Regions from separate parts of the Sus scrofa genome. Here region 1 is linked to region 2. The links are chromatin contacts, called in public promoter capture Hi-C maps. All regions are on one chromosome and are shown on one strand. The core of a region is the stretch at or near the end of the contact, and the rest is flanking DNA. Distances in the headings are between cores, read along the strand shown. Region 1 holds the start of TIMM9 (mitochondrial import inner membrane translocase subunit Tim9). Region 2 holds the start of ARID4A (AT-rich interaction domain 4A).

Region 1 (7,316 bases), core at 154-2,653, 120 kb before region 2:
TAAGCACATCACTCTAAGTGTGTTCACCACAGATGTGAACAAGAACAGTGTGCAAAAAAAAAGTGGAGAAAAAATACAAAATGTTTTATTCATCCCGTCTATTCAATATTATTCTAGGTAGACTGTCTGTGCCTGTCATTTTCCCAGGGAAAGGGGTCACTTTTCAAACCACTGTACAAACTAGACCGATCTTATGTTTAAGAATTTAAACATTAAAAACCCTCTGAATTTTGAAATACAAAACAACGAAATGAAAATAAAGACTAAAGAGATACAAAAGTTGAAAACTATTTAGAATCACATACCAGGTAAGGTTCCATTCGAGCTCTTCCCTGTTCTAACAGGAAGACATTTATTTGCAGATAATACTGGAGGAACACAGGACAACTTATCTTTCAGCAAAGCCAAATTATCTCCTTGACTTGAAGAAACTACCTCACGAAGTCTCCTCGCTGGTATTTTCACCTTTTTTTTCTTTTCCAGGCTAAACTCAGAGCCTTTCATGTTACTTGTTACAAAACTAGTTTCACAGTTCCGAACAGATTTTCTTCTGGGTCCATAAAACTTCAGAACAAACTTTTCACTGCTTTCAGGGCTTGGGGGTCAAGGGTAGGGGAGAAGAAATGAGGGAGAGAATAGGATGAAAAATGTGAATTTCAAGGGATTTTGAAACATGCAATCATCAACTTTTAAACAAAACAATGTCTAAACAGACAATCTACAAAGCTAGAAATTTCAATTTGGTATTTAATCCTGGATTAGAGATGACTAGAACATATTTACCCATTAATCGCACTCAGTCTATCAATGCACCATGCCAAATGAATCTAAGTGAGGATGACAAGAGAATGGCCGCATAAGCAATAAGAACAACACAGACCACTCCCAAAGGTGCAAACCGAGAGACGTGTAGGCGGAGTTAAAATGTGATAAGTGGGAGTCAAGCAGGTAAAACTGAAATGCTATTTTTTCCAAAATAACCCACATAAGAAGCTTAATAGCTTTCTTCAGCAAAAGAGTCTTACACACCCCTCCAGAAGCAACCAACAGACACCTAAATTCACCCCTCTGCGTCTCCCGAACGCTCAGCAACTGCGGGGCCACAGGTCCATTCTGACGAGAGCTGCAGTTGCCCGCGGGTCAACACCCACCTCCCTTTAAACCCGCCCTTGAGACACAACACGCCTGCGCGCCTTTAAAAAAACCGTCCAAAACATCCAACCAAAAGGCTAAACGCGCTCCGGTGCTCATCCGTCCCTCTCCGGGTGGAAACAAACTCCCAACATAAAAGGCTTAAAGCGGGTATGAATTTGTTTTGTTTTATTAAAAGCAGCACACCGCCCCACAAGACTTAAACACTGAATAACACCCAAGAGAAAGAGTCATCCGAAACCCGCAGAGCTCCGGACCTAGCTAAGTAATATCACTCTCGTTTATTAGGGACAGTTTACAGTGTAGCTCCAGGAGACCGTTAGAGAGCGGGATTAAGTAAATTAGTTTTATAAAGAACTTCGACAGATTCGTGTTAATATTGGCGAGAAAGTCAGAAATTGAGAATTTGTCTAAGCAATCAAAAAAATCAATTCTCAGGAGATTTTAAAATTCACTTATGATATCGGCTTTTCCCTCTAGCGTTTCCGGCATTATAACGAATCAGCGACGAAAGGTATAAGAGTTATTTGACATCGCCATTCCCACGTGTTCTCTTTCATCCAGCGGCTGCGGCGCCCGCCCTGACCCCGACCCTCCGCCCCCAGACTCGACTGGCAGCGCAACCCCCCAGCCTCGTTCTGGTGTCGTGTGCGAGAGCCTGTGCTCAAGTATGGTCTCTTTTCTCTGCCCACAGAGTCCCGGGTTCCCAGGCGGGGGGGCGGCAGGCTATGCTCCGGAAAGGCGACAGGGTCTCTGAAGGAGGCCGCCGCGTGTACTTGGGACCTTGGGGGAGGGGGGGTGCTGCTGAGCCTGGCAGTGCATCTCCTGAGCGGGTGTGGGACCTGCCTCCAAATCCAGCGTCACTGGGGCTAGGGTCGGAATTCAAGGCCCTGAGCCACCTTCAACCCGAGTTTGGGGAGTCGGGTGGTCTTGTCTTGGGATAGTGAATTAGTCTGTAAGCCGTGACCTTGAGCCGAAAAAAAAATTCTCTCTAGACAGAATACCAGGGCCAACACACCTCATCTCATCTGCTAATTTTTGAGGATGCATTACTTAAACGTTTCCTTTTATGCATTACTAAAGGCTTTTTAAAAGACTAATCAAAAAATGTAATCTGATGAAAAGTTAAGTAACAAATTTTATTCTTAGATCTCAGCTGCCTACTTTGAAAAAAGTAGTCTTAGAATTAAAAGGGACCTTAAGGGCTCAGCCTTGGAGAACCCTTTAAATCTTAATGAGTTTCTGTAATTAATTTCAGTTACATTTCCTTCATTATCAGGCTTTCAGGTGGTACCTATTTGTTCACAGCTTGTTTTATAATTTACATGTATTAAAAGGAAAATGATAGTGTCAGTTGTAAGAGACTTTGGAGATGATTTATCTCCCTTATTCTCTAGATGAAACTTGGGTGTGAAATAAAGTTATCTTTCCCTTCTCTAAAGTGTGCTCATAGGTGTAGAAACTCATTAAGATGACTTGAATAAATGAGTTGATCTGGATCTTAAAACCTCTTAATATAAGAGCAGGGGTTTAAACCCAAGTAGTCTTGCCCCCATCTAGTCCAGTGCTCATAGGCTCATCCTTTAGGCCTTGAGGATCTAGTCCAGTGCCCATAGTCCCATCCTTTGTCCTTGAAGCCATTCTTTAAACCAGAGGGTAGTATGTGGTAATCCTTCAAAAATTTTTTTTGCTCTGATTAATAGTAAGATGAATTAGGGTTGCCAGTTAAATCATGCACAATTTCCTAAACCTGCTGCAAATAACCTAAAGTAAAAGGACATGCACTGCTGTGTCATGAGTCACTTCTGTGGCACAGGTTTGATCCCTGGCCCAGGAATTTCCACATGCCGCTCATGTGGCCAAAAACAAATACATAAATAATTAAAAAGTAAAGGGACATGCGATGTTCTACATCAATCTGACAAATTAGTTCAGATCAGTTTAGACATCTGACCTAACAAAGAACAAATAGCCCTAGAACAAAAAACATGGTTCACAAGATTGTTTCATCTCTCTTTTGTTAACATTTTTACTTGTTTGCTTTCTCTTTCCCACTCTCATGTCTCTATATATACATAAATAGACAAACAGTTGGAGGTTTTTTTGCTGAACCATTTACAAGTTGCAGACATCACCTTCAACACTAATTTCTTCAGCATGTATCTCCTTAAGTATATACTATTACATAGCCACAGTGTGACTTATCACACCTAAGTAGATAACATATTCATATTTCTTCACTTATCCCAAAAATGTCTTTAATTTTAACTCAAAAATGTTTTGATTCATAATCCAATCAAACTTCAACAACTATGTTATCATAATTTTTAGTCTTGTAATCTAGAATAGCCTTTATCTGGGTTGTTGTTTTTTTTTTTTTTTTTTTTTCTGGCTTTTTAGGGCCACACCCAAGGCATATGGAGGTTCCCAGGCTAGGGGTCAAATCAGAGCTACAGCTGCCGGTCTACGCCACAGCCACAGCAACACACGGGATTTGAGCCGAATCTGTGACCTACACCACAGCTCATGGCAATGCCGGTCCTTAACCCACTGAGCGAGGCCAGGGATCAAACCTGCATCCTCATGGATGCTAGTCAGGTTCGTTAGCTTCTGAGCCATGAAGGGAACTCCACTGTTTTCTTTATGACTTCAGTTTTTAGAAAAGACCAGTCTAGTTATTGTACAAATTGCCCCACAATGTGGATGTTCCTAATTATTCCCTCATGATCAGAGTCACATCAAACATTTTTGGCAAGAATACCACATAGGTGGTACCACTTCGGTTAAGGTGGTGACTGACAGATCTTCCCAATGTAAAGAGATCTTTTTGCAATAAATAACCTGTGTTCAGTGCTTTGAGACAATGGATATATCCTGTTCCCCAACAACCTATGACCCAGTAGATTTATCATCCATTCATGACCCTTGCCTGAATCACAAGATTACCAATTACCAGTACTAGTCATGCTAAAATCAGAATCAATTTTGGTGGCCAAAGACATCAGAAGAATCAATTCTTGAAAACTAAATCTGAACAGAATTAGAAATTTGGCTCCAGATCTGGTACAAATCTGTATGATTCTAAAAAATGGAGGGTATTCTCTGACACCCCCCCCCGCCCCCGCCCCATCACATCCTGATTAGTTTAAAATTTTTTTAATGCTCAGATATTTCTGAGAATTGTTTGTCCTTGAGTGTTCACCAAAACATAGGCACATTACCTAGAAAGATAAGGATATTAAGTTATGAAGTATTTTTAATACATAAGCAACACATGCCACAGAATTGTAACCTCAGAATAGACTGAAGGAACTAATTTCACTTATTGAAAAGAGGTTTTCAAAACATGATTTGGCCAGCAGAGGTTTAGATTTCCTCAAATAAACTTTAAGGGGTCTTAGCAGTCATATTATAATCCCCACATTTTTCAGGTAAGAAATCGGGCCTCACTGGAAAAAACACTGAAGCAAAGGTTCGACAACTACTTTTCCAGAACAGAAAGGAAACTCATGCATCAGAAAAGGTTTGAGTTTGATGACTAACATCTCTGCTTACTCTTTTTTTTATGATGATTTTTATTTTTTTCCATTACAGCTGGTTTATCTCTTTACTCTTAAGTTCCCTGGTTTTATGAAAGATTGTGTCTGATGCAAAAATTACCTAGCATTGCTGTAATCATTTTTAAGACTCAAAACAGAGATTCCAAAACTCTCTATCTCATGCCTCCCTCTCCAGGTTTCAGAAATATAACCAGAAGGTATCCCCCGATTGGATATTTGCCTCTGTAATAACAAACATTTGTTTGTAATATGTGGAAATTAGGATCAAATAAAAGGGCAGTCACATTGCTTCTTCCTGTTCTTACTATCCGGTAGTTTGTTAGTCAGCATAACTAATGATTAAATAACTGCAAAATAGAATGCTGGAAGACTTAGAAGACCCAAACTAGCAAGTAAATTTGAAAATCACTTATCCAGTCATCTTCAATATTTTCTAGGAATGACTGCCTACAATTAAGTATACCATGATCTTGATATTGGTGGCTAATGAGAAGAGCTTTGGAGATATAGACAGACTTAAGAAAACTGCTGACTCCTAGCTCTTGAATTCAGTTAGGGGTCTGGGAAGATATTTGAAAAAAATAATCTAACTGAATGATGACTGTAGAGAAAAGGAAATCATACTGTTAATACAGTGGACTTTGAGTAGTAAAATTACTTCTTTTTATTTTCCAAATTCTCAAGAAATAGATTATATTACTCTTATGATAAACTTCATGAGGAAATATGTTGTTAAGGACTATGTATTTAAAGTGAGTTCCAAGAAAATTCATTCAGACATTTGGGGGTGCTCTTCATCCATATCCTGTCAAAGACTTAACAGTTATCCTTGGTCATTCTGAGTTGTATACCAAGGGAGAAGTGACCTAGAGTCAGCACGGTGTTACAAGTCTCTGAAACTTAAACATTTAAAGATTTCATACTTCCTGCCTCTCTGACTTCTGCTTTAAAAAGTCATATTTGTGAATTCTTACTTTATGTGAATTTTAACCTGAAGAAATACCAGGATAGGAATAGGAAAAAGAAACTAATTTGGCATTATAACTATCAAACATGTAAATTTCTAAGGTTTTGTACCAAAGGAAATTAGGTCTTTCTTTTTTGGTGAGACTTGTAAAAAATCCAGTTTGTTGCATGTTCTCTTGTACAGCAAGTACAGCTTAGCAATTCAGAAGACTCAGGGTCTTTGGCTAACCTTTTGTACCTTCACCTAGATGCCTCTTCTTTTTTGCTTTTTGGGGCCGCACTTAGGGCACATGGAGGTTCGCAGGCTAGGGGTCAAATTGGAGCTGCAGCTGCTGGCTGTATTCGAGCCACATCTGCAACCTACACCACAGCTCATGGCAACATCGGATCCTTAACCCACTGAGTGAGGTCAGGGATCGAACCCACAACCTCATGGTTACTAGTCAAGATTCCTTTCCACTGTGCCACAACAGGAACCCCAACATCTAGATGGCTCTTGATAAACCAAGTTCCTTTAATTCTTGTTTTATTGCCCTGGTATTTTTTTTGAGTTCCCACAAAACAAAAGTTTCATTTAAAAACTATTTCCACAAAGTTATCTTACCATTCTTAGATCTTTACAGGCTGTTTTCTGAGTAAGAAGCCAAAAAAACTCTAGTTCTGAACATTTGCTAACATTTACCACACTACACACTATCTTATTCTTTGGCAGGGATTAAAAAGCTGGACAAGCTCAAACTTTTTGAGATTATTGTAGTTTTATATGCAGTTGTAAGAAAAAAGAGTTCCCTTGTGCCATTACCTAGATTTCCACAATGGTAACATCTTACAAAACCATAATACAATATCATAGCCAGGATACTGATATTGATACAGTCAAGATATAGAACATATCCATTTCAAAGTCTCATGTTGCCTTTTTATAGTAACACCTACTTCCCTTCTCCCCCACCCTTTCCTTGACTTTGGCAGCCAGTAATAAGTTCTGCATTTCTGTAATTTTGTCATTTCAAGAATGTTATATAGGAGTTACCATCGTAGCTCAGGGGAAACAAATCTTACCAGCATCCATGAGGACACAGGTTCAATCCCTGGCCTCACTCAGTAGGTTAAGGATCCAGCATTGCCATGATCTGTGGTGTAGGTTGCAGATATGGCTTGGATCTGGTATTGCTGTGGCGTAGGCCAGCAGCTACAGCTCTAATTCAGCCCCTAGCCTGGGAACCTCCATATGCTGCGGGTACAGCCCTAAAGAGACCAAAAAAATGTTATATAAATGGAATCGGGATTGGCTTTTTTCACTCAGCATAATTCTCTAGAGTTTCATCCAGGTTGTTGCATGCATCTGTATCTCATTCCTTTTTATTGCTGAGTAGTAGTCTATAGTATGGGTGTACCAGTTTGTTTAATCATTAACCTGTTCAAGAACTTCTGGATTACTTCCAGTTTTTGACCATTATGAATAAAGTTTCTATTAATATTCGTGTACAGGTTTTTATGTGTGAACATAAGTTTTCATTTCTCAGTGAAAAAAATACCCAGGGGAGTTCCCGTCATGACGCAGCGGTTAACGAATCCGACTAGGAACCATGAGGTTGCAGGTTCGGTCCCTGCCCTTGCTCAGTGGGTTAACGATCC
Region 2 (6,577 bases), core at 211-2,710:
TTTTCAGAAAGCGCAGCTTAGTAATCAATTTTGAGTAGAAAAAAATAAAGAAAAGAAAAATGACATTCCACAGCTCTAGCCTCACGACAGGCAGTGTCCAGGGCACGAGGTTCCGAGCAGCGTCGACTCCACTTACCTTCATTTTTACTGGTGATCTGTGGGGTTCCAGCTCAACGAGCTATCTTCTCTACCGCTGGAACCAAGGGGAGGGGAAAGACGAGCACAGAATCAGTCAACAGAGGGGAGCGACTCGGGGAAAGAAAGTAAACAAACGCCTGCGGGGAGGGGCAGAACCCTCACCAGGGAGGGCGAAAGAGCCCCTCCGAGGGCAGCCAGGACGCAGGAGCCGGAGGGGCGGCGAGAACCCCACGGGCGCCAAAGGGCAGCGGTTCCGCCTCAGAGTTCGCCAGCGGCCCACCGCGCCCCCGCCTCGCTCGCCACTTTGACCCGGAATGCTCAACTCAGAGCCCCAGGACGGCACGCTCCGGAGAAGGGCAGGGCGCCGTTGGGGCTTCCCCAGGTCCCCTGCAGGCGCGGTCGCCGAGCCTCCTCCCGGCCGCCCCCGGATACCCCGACTTCGGCCCGCGCCCCGCCTCCGCAGCTCGGCCCCCTCGGCCCGCCCCGGGCCCGCGGTGGCGGCAGCGGAGTGTCACGGCGCCATTGCTCTCCTTCCTCCGCTCTGCACCATGTCAGGAAGGAGAAGCGCTTCTTCACCCCAAGGGGCAGGGGCCGCGGCCTTCAGCTTGGAGGCGCGCGAGGAAGGGAAGACCCGCGAGGGGGAGGGGGCTGGGGGGGCGGAGAGGAGGAGGGGAGGTGGCCCGGACAGGGTGTGGGAGGGGAGGGGAGCCGAACGGCAGCAGCCGCCGCCTCCTCCCCGCGCCCGCCTCAACTTTTTGTACAGCCCAGAGCGGTACCAGCCCCCAGCCCCTCGGGTCCTGCCACGGACTCCAGGGGGGAGGACGCGCCGCGGAGTTAGAGGCCGGCTCCCCCAAGCAGCCAGCTTCTCGCCGCGCGGAAGCAAACTTAGCGGCGCGGCCAGCCCCACAGCCATTTTCCCGGGGAACCCGGGGAAGCGGCCGGGGAGGCAGCTGCAGCGGCTGTTCCTGCAGTTGCTGCCGCTGCTCCACGAACTGCCCCTTCTCCTGCGCTTGTCGCCCCGCTTGCCAAGCATCCCCCTCCCCACCTCCAAAGCTTCCAACTGTACCGGGACCCCGGGCAGCAGCACCAGCTGCTAGTACCGCTTCGTCCATTCAGTATCGCCCGCTTCCCTTCTCCCCACCTACCAACTGAGGGTGAAGTGGGCGCTGTCAGCTCCCGAGTCCTCCGCCCCACTGACCCCCGTGGGCCCCCGTCCGGGCAGCACCACTCTCGGCCGCCGCGGCAGTTCCTGCGCCCGGTTCCCTACTCGCCCGATTTACTGCCACAATCCACCAAATAACAAGCTGTTGAGCAGTCTCGCTTCTACACGAACTCCTATTGGCTGCTCATGACGCCGAAGAGTTTCGGATTGGAGCTCGCTACCTGCCGTCCTCATTGGATGTAGCTCTGAAACTTCCCGGATTGGTGCGAAAAATAGCAGGTAGGACATCTTCCACTTATGATTGGCTGTCTCCGAAGACTAACGTTACTGGAGAATCAGGTATTGAGTTAGTAAATCCTGAGAAATGATTGGTAAAGAGGACTCCGGATGTGCTTGACTGAGCACTGATTGGTCAATTGGGGGGGTCAGGAAGAGCAGTTCGGCACGAGGATTGGCGGTGGGGTGTCCCATGGAAACCGAACCCGGCGCTGCGCCCAGGACTTGCACGGGGGCGGGGCAGGTCTTTCCAAGACGCCTGCGCCGAACCAGCTTGTCGGCGCCATTTTGTCTGGGCAGCGGTGGCTGCAGCTCTATCGCTTTTTATGTTTCTGGCCAGACGAGAGCGGATTCTTTAGTCTGTAGATTCGTTTTTCTGCGGCACCCATCCACCGTTCTCTCCAGGACAAAACCTAGTGAACGTTGGAAGAGTCGCGATCTGCCGGAAAGGTCAGTTCGAAGCTGTGGTTGTCCGGTGGGCTGGGGGATGGCGCAGCATTGGAGGCACCGGCACCGGAAGTGAGGGGGCCGCGCGGCAGCCATGGCCGGGTATGTTCTCCCTGCGGCGGGGAGGGGAGCCGGGAGGCGGGTTGAGAGGGGGCGAGGCTTCCTCTCCCGCTGCCAAAGAGAAAGAGGCGGAGGAGACGAGCTGGTCTTTTTTTCCTGGCCGATCCTTTGGGCTCCTCTTCTCTGGGAGCAGTACTTCCCTTCTTTGGAAGTGGGTTTCGGCAGCTTGTCATACTCTGTGATCGAGTGTCACCAGTTATAGGCTCCTTTTTCAGGAAGACGGGGAAGGTAAGGTTCTTAGACCCTCCCTACCTGGGGAGAGGTGTTTCCGCGTGCTCCTCCCGCGATGAGGCAATAAGGAAACTGGGTTTGGGGCGCTGAGGAATTCTCTTGGCAGCAGCCCTGCTACTTTAGACGTGCAGCTGTGCCACCCTTCTGGAGCCTTATACTACTTTGGGGGAGGAAATACAGGGACTGAAAACTCCTGACCTAACCCTTATCATCACTCCTTAGAGGAAAGGTCCTCCCCGGTAGGACTTTGTTCAAGGCAGCCGTTGAGCTTGTTGTGATCTTGTGTTGTTTTCAATAGAACAAAATTACATTTGAAATTGTGGAAATAAAGTATTAATTAGCAAGTTGAGTTAAAGAATGAAATAATTAAATATGTAAAAATCAATGGTAGTCCACATTGACTACATTTACTCGTTAGGAGAATATCTTAATTGAGTCAATTTTTCATTCACAATAGTGCCTTTTCTTAGAATTACTAGAAAAGTAATTTCTTAGTTAAAATAAATGCATGTTAGTTTTTCTATCGAATGACCTTGTCACACTGATCTAAATAACTGCATAAAATTATCTTCATAATATTCTTGATTTGAACCCTCTTATTCATGGGGCTCCAGACTAGAAAATGATTGAATGATTTAATAATTTATTGAGATTTTTTTTTTGGCAGTTGGTCAGAAGAAAACAGGACAGTTCAGTGACAAATACCCGAAAGTATTACTGAGGTGAGCCTGCCTGAAAAAGTTTTTCTGTGGACCAGTAAGTAGAACCATAAATAGCAAAATGAAAAAATGGTAGTTGAAAAGTGTTTGTTTGGTCAAAGGTTCAAATAAGTCTGTATAACTAGCTTCCTGATGTGATACTTTAGAATGAAGTCCCCAGATTAGGACATACTTATGAGTCTGTTTACTCAATTATGCCTTTCCCATTTCTGGATTTTTTAAGTGCTTCATATTTTTATCAAGAAACAGTGTGAACATTTTCATGATTTTTTTCCTCCATATTTAAAATTTTGGCATATAGAAAAGATATTTCAGTAAGAGTTGAGAAGTGATTTTTTTTTTTTTTTTGGTAAAGAAATTATAAAACATATAAAACTGCTCAACTTCCCCTGGGGGTAATCACCTATAATTCCACTACCTAACTTAAGACTGTTATTATCTGATCCAAATAACACATGTTACTGGGCATTTGGAAATTCCCAAAAAGCCAAAAGAAGAAAAAAAAAATTTCTTGTATTGCTGCCACCAAAAGGTGTATACTGTATGTTTATCTTTTTTTTTTTTTTTTTTTGTCTTTTTGCTATTTCTTTGGGCCGCTCCCGTGGCATATGGAGGTTCCCAGGCTAGGGGTCAAATTGGAACTGTAGCCCCCATCCTACGCCAGAGCCACAGCAACGCTGGATCCGAGCGGCGTCTGCATCCTACACCACAGCTCGCGGCAATGCCGGATCGTTAACCCACTGAGCAAGGGCAGGGACCGAACCCGCAACCTCATGGTTCCTAGTCGGATTCGTTAACCACGAACTCTCCGTTCCATATGCTGTGGGTGCAGCCATGAATTAAAAAAAAAAAAAAAGATCATGTCTTAGGAATAAATGAAAGAGAATTAATTTTAATAGAATTGTGCTTTGTAATGTGTTTGAGCCCAAACTAGTAGAATAGTGATTGTACAATATTAAAATTTTTAGTGAATGTTTTTATGAAGAAAGCTGTTTTGAAAGAAGAATGTTTTATTTATTCGGTAAAGGGTTCAAATGAGGCAGTTAGCTTCCTGACATGATATTTTAGACAAATCTCAAAATTAGAACATCTCTGAGTTTTTTTTACCCATTTGTGGTTCCTAGTTCTAGATTTTTAATCACCCAGCATCACTGTAAACACTTTCATGGTTTTGTTTTTTTAAACTCAAGGTAAAATACTTGTCATCTAGAGATTTCATCAGGAAAAATGTTCAGAGGTGAAGCAAAACAGGAGTTCTTGTTGTGGTGCAGTGGAAACACACCTGACTACTATCCATGAGGATGCGGGTTCAGTCCCTGGCCTTGCTTAGTGGGTTAAGGATCTGGTGTTGCCATGAGCTATGGTGTAGGTCACAGACAAGGTTCAGATCCACCATTGCTGTTGCTGTGGTGTAGGCCAGCAGCTGCAACTTGGATTCGACCCCTAGCCTGGGAACTTCTATATGCTGCAAATGCAGCCCTAAAAAGAAAAAAAAAGAAGTGAAGCAAAACAGTCTGTTCTGAGTGTGTGGGTTATGTAAAAAACTCAAAAGTAAGAAAAGTCTTTGTCTTCTAGAGTAAGCCTTATTTCGAGGAAACATGAAGGAAAGTGTTCCAGATTTTAAAAGACCTGGATCAGCTATCTGTTGAAAATTCTATTTCTGGTATGCAGTTTTACTTAACTATTCATTAGTAATCAAGATTGGCCATGTTACTATTATATGTTTGCTTTTGAAAAATGATAGGATTTGTTCCACTGTGAAGTTATTTCTGTAAATGTCTGTATGTTGAAAAGTGGAACATTGTTTTGTTGAATGTAGCTGCTTTCCTAATGATTTTGTTAAATTTTTTTGGAAAGTTAAATGATTTGCTTATTAGCACCCTTTGCTATTTCTACATTGTCTTGTGCCCTAGATATCAGTGCGTATTTTATGACCATTCATAGACACTGAGTTTCTTTCATATATGATGCAAACAAGAGCATATGTTAGAATTTGGATTCAAGTCATCTAGGTTACTTTGTAGCATTCCTTCCTGGCAAGGACCTGTGCTCCAGGAGCTTACTATCAGTAAAGGGAAGACCGTAATTAAATATGTGGAAGTTAATATAGTTACTTCGAAAGGTTTGGTCAGTTTAGATTAATTGAACTTTTTAAAGTTAAATCATGGCTCCCTACAAAAATTGATTTGTCAAAAGATCAGTACACAGTTAGCTCTAATTGTTTTTAAAAACACAAATTGTGTTGTAGTACCAACAAAAAGCCATCATTTGTTGAGCCATCATTGAAGGCTTTTCAAGGTTAGTGGTATGTAGTATGTAAAATTAGAAGAAGGGAAGTCATTCTAAGTGAATGGAGATTGTGAGCAAGGATGCAGTTACGTAAGAAAAGCTATGTTTGGGACAGTGAGTAAACCAATTTGGAGAGGATGACTGATTAAAAATTACATTGGGAAAACTGTGAAGCCAGTTGGTCAAGGTTTCTAGAATTAGCTGCATATCAGAATTGTATGGGGTGCTAGTCCTTTATAGATTTAGGAACATCTAAAAGGCCTTAAAAGCTGGGATGTGGCAGAAAACAAAGATTGTATTTTGTTTTGTATTATTTTCAAACTTTACAGATCAAAGTGGACTTCACCATTCACTTCTAATCCCACCCTATCATTAGATTTTTTAAATGGCCTTCTTCCTGTCTGTATATATATTCTGTCTTTAGACTTAGGGAAGTTTTTATTTTCTTTGTTCCGTAACATAGTAATAGGCATTCATTGTCCTGCATGGTCTTCACAATGATGTTAATGTCTGAAAACATTCCATCAAAGTGTTTTATCTTTAACCTCATATTTCTATTCCTCGACCATTTAGGTTTCTAGCTCTTAAATACTGTAGTTATCATCTATGTTCATACAGTATTTTCTGTTTTTTGCACTGTTCTTGTAGGATTGATTTAAAAGGTCACCATATGGGGAGTTCCCATCATGGTTCAGCAGAAATGAATCTGACTAGAATCCAAGAGGATGCAGGTTCAATCCCTATCCTCAGTTCAGTGGATTAAGAGTCTGGCATTGCTGTAACCTGTGGTGTAGGTCACGGATGTGGCTAGTATCTGGTGTTGCTTTGGTTGTGGTGTAGGCCAGCAGCTACAGCTCCTATTTGACCCATAGCCTGGGAACTCCATTAGCCAGGAACTTTTTTGCCTAAAAAGACAAAAAAAGGAAAGAAAAAAAAAAGGGGGTCATTGTATGAACATTTTTATGACTCTTAAAACATTGCCATGTTGTTTTCCAAAAGATATAATTTACCCTGTCACCTTTCCTGTGAATTTAGCTACCAGCATCAAGTAGTCTGTAACTATAATCATTTGCTAAGTTAAAATATGTTGAATTTTCTTTCTCTTTGTAGCATTTTTGTTGTTAACTGTGAAGCGGGCTGTCTTTCCATAATTTCACTTTCTGATTCTTATTTGTAGACAAGTTGTCTATTCAAG

What was found. Promoter capture Hi-C pulls out the DNA fragments that hold promoters and counts their contacts.
Region 1: a promoter capture Hi-C map of liver shows a contact between it and region 2, with 2.7 times the contacts expected there. The contact joins the promoter of TIMM9 here to the promoter of ARID4A in region 2. A contact is called at or near these places in 1 of 5 promoter capture datasets (liver) and 1 of 47 Hi-C or Micro-C datasets (heart right ventricle).

The regions. Positions count from the first base shown.
Region 1 is chr1:187,498,539-187,505,854 of Sscrofa11.1, reverse strand. TIMM9 (mitochondrial import inner membrane translocase subunit Tim9) reads left to right here and starts at 1,403. Exons shown (of 6, transcript XR_002347100.1): 1 at 1,403-1,417; 2 at 1,633-1,820; 3 at 4,584-4,675. KIAA0586 (protein TALPID3) reads right to left here and starts at 1,161. Exons shown (of 33, transcript XM_021102647.1): 1 at 1,065-1,161; 2 at 306-595. The coding sequence starts at 504.
Region 2 is chr1:187,380,237-187,386,813 of Sscrofa11.1, reverse strand. ARID4A (AT-rich interaction domain 4A) reads right to left here and starts at 1,460. Exons shown (of 24, transcript NM_001244179.1): 1 at 1,280-1,460; 2 at 137-193. The coding sequence starts at 142. LOC102165044 (a long non-coding RNA gene) reads left to right here and starts at 1,798. Exons shown (of 4, transcript XR_301235.3): 1 at 1,798-2,026; 2 at 3,042-3,096; 3 at 4,669-4,756.